Regions from separate parts of the Mus musculus genome. Here region 2 is linked to region 1. The links are chromatin contacts, called in public Hi-C maps. All regions are on one chromosome and are shown on one strand. Each heading gives the region's core, a stretch centred on a gene start, on an enhancer-like site or on the middle of the called end of the contact. The rest is flanking DNA. Distances are from core to core; before and after follow the strand shown. Region 1 overlaps Ntrk2 (neurotrophic tyrosine kinase, receptor, type 2). Region 2 overlaps Ntrk2 (neurotrophic tyrosine kinase, receptor, type 2).

Region 1 (3,709 bases), core at 806-3,305:
GGCACAGCCATGACAGCAGAAGAAGAATGGGAAAATATCCCACCGCAATCTCTTAGAAGTAATTCATGTCCTCAATAGTTACGTTTTTGAAGTTTTATTACAGATTACCCTAGACCCAAATCACCCAGCAGTTGCGTTGTGTGTTGTCTGATTCCTTGGGGGATTGATGCTCCTGTTTTAATATGAACAGTGGGCCTTGGCTAATTGTAGTTTTATTGAAAGCCCTTTGTGTGTGTGTGTGTGTGTGTGTGTGTGTGTGTGTGTGTGTGCGTGCCTGTGGTGATAGAATAATTTTATTTTTTTATTTATTTATTTTTGTTTTTTGTTTTTTCGAGACAGGGTTTCTCTGTATAGCCCTGGCTGTCCTGGAACTCACTTTGTAGACCAGGCTGGCCTCGAACTCAGAAATCCGCCTGCCCCTGCCTCCCGAGTGCTGGGATTAAAGGCGTGCGCCACCATGCCCGGCAATAGAATAATTTTAATGGTGTTCTAGCTTCCATGTCTGGCTTACATTAAATCGTGTATCTGCCTCACTCAAGGAGGATAGGTATTCTACACAGCTTCCTTACCAGACCACCATCAGGATCCAATAATTGATCAAACATCAAATGCTCTATGGATGTGTGTAGCTATTGTCATGTCCAATGAAATTAGACAAGCGTTCAGACAGCCATGAAGAGAGGTGAAATACCATCAAGCTTCACACAGCCACATGAGGAGAGAGGCTCTCCCTAGCTGCAGGACGGTACCTCGCCTTGGAGGAGTGTAGGGATGCAGGAGGAGTCGGCTCTAGCATCTGTCTTCTGTCCTAGCCTCTGCTTAGGACTGGGGACCCTGGGGATCACCTTGCTTTGCCTGGATTTTCTGAACTCAAATTGTACTGACCTGGGTTATCAGCACAGTGAGGTGCACACGACTAATGAAGCTGCCGCTCTGTAACCTGAGGGTGGCCTGAAGGTCCTTCTGAGCTCCCCTGCCTCTATAGAAAGGAATGGACGAGTTAGAGAAAGGACTGAAGGAGCTGAAGGGGGTCAAAACCCCATAGAAAGAACAACAATATCAACCAACCAGACCCCTCAGAGCTCCCACCAACCAAAGAGTACACATGGAGGGACTCATGGCTCCAGCCACACATGTAGCAGAGGATGGCCTCGTCAGGCATCAATGGGAGAAGAGGCCCTTGGTACTGTGAAAGCTTGATGCCCCAGTGTAGGGGAATACCAGGATGGGAGTGGGTGGGTAGGTGGATGAGGACATGCCATCATAGAAGCAGGGGAAGGGAGATAGGGACTTTTGGGAGGGAGGGGGATCAGGAAAGGGGATAACATTTGAAATGTAAATAAAGAAAATATCCAATAAAAAGAGAGAGTAATGAGGGACAATTGGGACTGTTGTACTTCAGGTTTTAGGGACCTCACAAGAGAGCGCAGCCTCATCTTTGCCTCAGTTTGCCTGGTCAGTGTTAGCCTGACACAGTCACCATCCAGTGCTGATCTCTGATTATAAGTCTGGGTGCCTTTAATTGCTGCCCAACCCCTAGAACCCCGGGACTGTGAGAAAAGCCAGCATTTGTGTTTTCCAGGGGCTCTGCCGAGGTGCTAATTAGGCTCTTAGCAAAGTTTTACAATCAAACAGTAAGAGGATTGTTGATTTTTTTCTTCCTTCTTCCTCCTTTTTGGCTTTTGGCCCCATTCCTAAGTATGCTTCATAAAACTCATCTTGTTCTTTGGCCCGTAACCCCGAGCTGCAGTGTGCTGCTGGCAACCCAGACTAGCAGCTGCTCCAGGGAGGGTAGAGCTGAGCTGAGCGGAGCAGACTGGGAGAGGTGGCTCCATGGGGCAGCATAGAGCTGATGGGGGGTGGGGTGGGGTGGGAGAGGCAGCTCCACAGGGCAGCATAGAGCTGATGGGTGGGGGCGGGAGGCTGCTCCATAGGGTAGTGTGAGCTGATGTGTGTGTGTGTGTGTGTGTGTGTGTGTGTGTGTGTGTGTGGTGGGGTGTGGGGGAGATGATGCGGAAGTTTCCTCATCCCTCTTTTTCCTTCTCTCTCCCTCCTGGTCTCTGCTTTTCTCTCCCCTTCCCTCCACTCCCTTCCCCTTCTCTCCCCTCTCTTCCTCTTTCCTCCCCTCCCTCCCTTCCCCAGTCTTTCCTTTCCCTCGCTCCTCCTTCCCTTCCCCTCCCCTCCCCTCCATCCCTGCCCCTGTACCCCTTTTATTTATTTTTGGGGAGAAGAACAGATTTTTTTTTCCTTTTTTTTCAGGCTTTGTGATGAGTATGAACACACCTGAGCCTTAAAGACAGGCAGAGATTTTTTGTGTGATATTGTTCCACAGAAGCCATTCTTAATTCATGTCCCCAAAGAAAAGGCTTACATGGGCATGTCTCTCTCACGACTTCCTGATGGGTTCGAGTATATTTTCATCCCGGGTACCCTTCTCTCCTTTCACCAGCTAACCCTGTCAGCCTGTGATTTAGCTCCTACAGATGACTGAGATGTCATTGGCCTGATAGCATTCTGGCCTTAGGTCCAGGGCAGAGCCAGGGTTACTGTCCCTAGCAGACTTTCTTCTTAGACACCTGCCTGCCTGGGCCACTCGAGAAGCCAGGAGCTGCGTGGATGGGGTCTTGGCTGTTTTTGTGGGCTGTGTGTTTTCACACTTTTGCTACTTTTCAAAAATATCCATCCAGAGGCTCAAGAACTTTAAGTAAATATGAAACAGTAAACAAATTCAGCTGCCAGGATCACTGGAAACACTCAAACAACAGGCATTTGGAACACACCAGGAAATTCATAAGGTTTTTTTTCCTCCCTCCCATGGATAGAAAGAGCATCTTTCTGTTGCTTTGTTTAAATTATAAAGATGCTGTGTTTTGGGGGAGCTCACGATAAAGTCTGACACATGCCCTGTTCCCCAGTGTTCTGCCCTGGTCTCTTCTTGGAGCTACTCCTTCATTGAGGTCACATGTAAATAGTCCCACCAGGCAGGCGGCTTCCGTCAGCAGGTGTATTCCTTCCGGGAAAGACAGTTGAAAGTCTCTCTAGCCCAGGTTTTGTTTGTCACACACCTTAAAAATGTTCAAGATGCCTCTTAGTTTTAGAATCTCTCTCTTTCCTCCTCTCATGGGCTTATACTGTGCTGTTTTATTACATATTCCCCCAATTAAGTGCTCAAAGCATCGGGAGCCCAACTGGGAGAGAACTGGACTTTCAATCGATACACGAGACATAAACGTTTGGGTGAAACAAAGATATTAAAGAGAGACTCTGAGAAACATACACTCTTCTCTCATAGTGCATAGGCACTGTAAGCGAGGCAGGGACCCCCGGAAGTTATCTTCTCATGTAAAAGGCACAGTTTGGCTCCAAGTAAGATGGGTACCCGAGTCCAGGAAAATTACGCTTTAAAAAACAAAACCACTATCATTCTTAAATCATAACCTTTAAAGTTACACTTAACATATCTGATTTCTTTCAGAAATTTCACACGAAACAAGCTGACGAGTTTGTCCAGGAGACATTTCCGCCACCTTGACTTGTCTGACCTGTAAGTAACGATTTTGTCTGGCATTTGGGAGGAAATTTTCAAAAGGAAGGATAATTATGTTTTCTTTCTTTTCTTTTCTTTCTTTTTTTTTGAATGAGTACCATTGCAAGTGTACGTTGCATCAAAATTATTGAAAAATGGTTTCTCTAGCTTTGCCCAATTGGG
Region 2 (3,709 bases), core at 882-3,381, 160 kb after region 1:
AAAGTTACTGAAGTGTAGTAATTTCTAAAACCAATCTTGAAGGGAAGAAGGATCTACAGATGGCCAGGAAGACCCTGTGATGCCCCCACCCTGGTAAAAAGGCAGAGATGGTCAGGCAAGTTCCCTGTGTCAACTGCTTCTAAATCAAGATGATTAAAATTTGCAGCCACATTTTTAAAAAAGAAGAAGAAAGAAGAAAAGTCAAGTTCACTGGCATGGCTGGTTTTCCACGGGGGAAGCAAGCTAGTTGGTGACAGCAGACGGTCAGAATGGCCGTTGTTGTGTAGTTCCATCACAGGGTAAAAAGTTACCAACACTATCGTTCCTCCCTCTCAACAAATTCTTCACTTTCTTTGGAAATTTCCTCCACTGGGGTTTGATCAGTGAGGAAGTGCTGTAAGAGGAGGTAATAGGGCTCATGGACAGAAGTGATTGAATCACTGTGTGCCAATAAAAAGTGTTCAAATTGCATTTCACTACATAATGAATTCTGGTTCAACTTGCTTTGACATAAATAAGATTGGGTAAGGGAAACCAGAAGTAAATCAAATAAATTAATAAAAGCATCAGAGTCCTTTCAATGTTGTCCCCAGACAGTGTCTGCTTATTTGTATAATAAGACCTGCTCTTATCAATTACGCGCCTGGCATGTGCCTCTGTAGAAAGAAGAACTTCAGGGTAGAGTTTGGATATACTCACTCTTCACTACCGAAATGCCAACACTCCTTTTGAATATTGAAGAGGTGAGATTTCAAAACCAGGGCCATGGGCCCCAACTTTCAACTAAAGATAAAAACAATGACAGCAACAATAACAACAACAGCAATGAGATTTTAGATGCAGATGTGCGTGTAAGGCTAACGATTAGCTGTTCTTCTTATTTCCCTAATTATACATGTTTACCGAACATGGGATTTTTGCATTTTGTCTAGACGAAGGGTCTGTCTCCACTAGCATAATACATAGCTGTGTTTGTGAGTTTTGTGAAGTATTGAATTTGCATCTCCACAGCCACTTGTTAGAGTTCATTGTCTTATTCTGCAGCCAGGGGGAAATCTGCAGCGATTTGTTAGGCACAGTTTGTCATAGACCCCAGCACTGAGCACACTGCACACAGGGCCAGGAAGACGGATTTTAGATGCACCCTTTATTTAATATTTATTGTGGTGGTTGAGCTATTTTGCAACTGCTCTATTGTTTATTTGTGTTTCTTGGAATCTGTGCTTGTTTTCTGAATGTGATCATAAAGCCACCAAGCTAAATATAGAACATGTTAAGTTATAAGCCGGCCATATCCGAGAACAAAGGGCTGGATGGAAAAGTCTATCTCTTTAGTCTCGAATTAGCCTAGGGCTATAGGAAGAAACCATGGGCAGCTTGACCTGGAGTAGTTCTGCTAGGAAACAAGTATTTTATGACTCTCTGGGGCAGAGATGGTCACTGTTCAGGCGATTTCACCCTGCAGAGGTTTGTCGTATTTAGTTACTTGCTATTTCGCAATTCCAAAGAGCAGAAATTACTTTTTTTTTCCTTTTCTGATAATCCCTTAAAAATTGAGTTCGAATGACTCCCCTTGGAAAGACCTGGGAAAATCCGCATGTTTCTAGATCTGGAGACATGGCCTCTAGCTGTTAGAACATAGTTTGGCAGGATCACTGTGATTTCAGAAGCCCTGAATCTTTGCGTGAAAGATGATTTATCTGTGAACTACATCTGGTGTTCTTCATCTCGAAGTAAATAGAGAATGTGTGAAATGAACTTGAAGCAGGATAGAAGAGATCCCCCCCCCCTTTTTTTAACATCACGTGAGGCATGCAAGAAAGCGCCAAAGTGAAACTGTAAGCAGATTGGCCCAGGAAACATTGGCAAAGGGGCCATCAGGAGGAAAGCTTTCCTGTGAGATTTATTGACATCACTATTCAAGCTAATTTCGCAACCTTGGTCTTAAATAACCTTGTCCCTCCCTGTCAACTTCCTCTGGTGCACCAAAGAGCAGAAAGAACTTGGAAGAACTCAACCCGTGCCTTAAATGTAAGAGTTCTTTAGGTGGGCTGCCTGTTCCCATAGATACAGGTGACCATGGCAAGGAATTTCCTGTGAACTTAGGGAAACCACTGATCCCGCACCAAGGAACTGCCTCAGAGAGAAGCAATGGCTGCAGCCGTTCTAGTCAGGAGCCGCATTCCTCTGCTTTCCTTTGAGAGCAAAGTTAAGTTTTCAGCAGAGTTAGACCCTGAACTCAGGCGAATTTGCTTTCATATCCCAGGAAACGAGTGACCCTCCCTCTTAGTGCCCAAGGTTTGGTGTTTTAGAGAATGCAATTGTTACCCAGCCACGGCTTGGCCTGAGCCTTAAATCCACTCATTAACCATCATAATCTGAAAGCCTGTGCCAGGCTTAATGCTACCATTCTGACCTGGTGCCTCACACTCCTTTGGGCAGCCTCTACCCCGACAGGGAGTTCACTTTCTCTTCTTCTGTTTCTTTATTTTTGCTCTGCCAATGCCAATGGCACACAAGGGCTGTCTTTAGGGCATGAATGCCAAATGCTTTCTCTAGATATCTTGAATGATAAGATCTTTTTCCATCCGTTCACCCCCACCATCTCATGATACCTGGCTCTAAATGCTTTTCTCCTTGGCCCAACCCCTTCTCGCTAGCTTAACAGAGCTCTTCTTTCCAGATTTTGCTGAGTTTGTGCTTCCTGGGCCACTGGGTACTTTTCACTGACTAAGATAAAAAGGAGCCAGAAGGAGCCAGGAAGCAGATGTATCTGGGGTAGCGTGTGTCTTCAAGAGATGGAATTCTCATCTCCTCATGAAAGGAGCGGTGAATGGGTATAATTAGGCTGATGAATCAGTGGAACCTGGTTACAGAATTTTTTTTCCCCCTGACTGGCTTTAATGAGAAGCAATAGCTATCGGTTTCCACCGAAACACACAGAAGGTAAAACAAGAGTGGGGTTGGAACAAAAGGTAAGATTCAGCGTGGGCTCGAACTCTGTCTCCAAGAATAAGCTTTGCTTGGGTGGAAGGTATGCGGCTCGGAACCAAAGCAAAACAAAGAAACAGCACAAAGGCATAACAGAGCTTTGCGGCTCTCTCTGTATTTCATTTCAGAGGCTGTCATTCAGGGAGCGCAAGGGGCTTTGCAAAGAAACGCCTATGCTGGCATTTCATAACCAATGGGAGAATGTTGCTCCTCTGCCCCCTCGTCCCCTCAAGCGAGGCACTTAGCATAGGTCAGCTCACAGGGTCAAGGAATTTTTAGGGGTTGTCTTAAGGTTATCTCTCATCAGCCAGCACCCTCCCTTGGCAATGTGAGTCGGGTCCAAGGCATTGAGACTTTACTCACCTTCAAGAAAACAGGAAGAACATAAGCAGCCCCCAGAGGGAGGCTCTTCCTGCATAATGCAAGGAATTGAAAACACCAATATTCTAGACCGCATCTATGACAGCTAGTTAATACCTAAGGTCAAGAGGTTATGTCCTCCAAGAAGAGGGTTTCACATCCAAACACATGGCCCTCGGCTCTTGCTGAAACTTAAGTGGAAGCTGTGCTGACTCCACATCTTGCAGATCCAGAGAGTGGCCAGGACACCTTTGGCTCCCTCTACCATCAGCACAAGACTCTGCCTCCAGGGGCTTCTGACTTGGCTATTCTGCTCTCTGCAGCTTTCTGCTAGGAGGGCAAAATACCCGAGATAACC

The links. A called contact is a pair of places that touch in the nucleus more often than the background predicts.
Region 2: a Hi-C map of neural progenitor cells shows a contact between it and region 1, with 1.8 times the contacts expected there. The contact joins two enhancer-like sites. A contact is called at or near these places in 1 of 15 datasets of contacts at CTCF or cohesin (embryonic stem cells) and 5 of 484 Hi-C or Micro-C datasets (embryonic stem cells, neural progenitor cells and uterus).

What each region holds. Positions count from the first base shown.
Region 1 is chr13:58,839,401-58,843,109 of GRCm38.p6, forward strand. Ntrk2 (neurotrophic tyrosine kinase, receptor, type 2) reads left to right here. Exons shown (of 18, transcript NM_001025074.2): 5 at 3,476-3,544. Among named protein-coding and RNA genes, the nearest start is that of Ntrk2, 34 kb to the left of the region's middle. Within about 2 kb of position 2,056, at least 72 of the 459 cell types and tissues checked have an H3K27ac peak or open chromatin away from gene starts, as enhancers often do. A contact at or near this core is called in neural progenitor cells, where this site is marked.
Region 2 is chr13:59,002,005-59,005,713 of GRCm38.p6, forward strand. The region is part of intron 13 of Ntrk2 (neurotrophic tyrosine kinase, receptor, type 2); the gene reads left to right. Among named protein-coding and RNA genes, the nearest start is that of Gm53063, 70 kb to the right of the region's middle. Within about 2 kb of position 2,132, at least 37 of the 459 cell types and tissues checked have an H3K27ac peak or open chromatin away from gene starts, as enhancers often do. A contact at or near this core is called in neural progenitor cells, where this site is marked.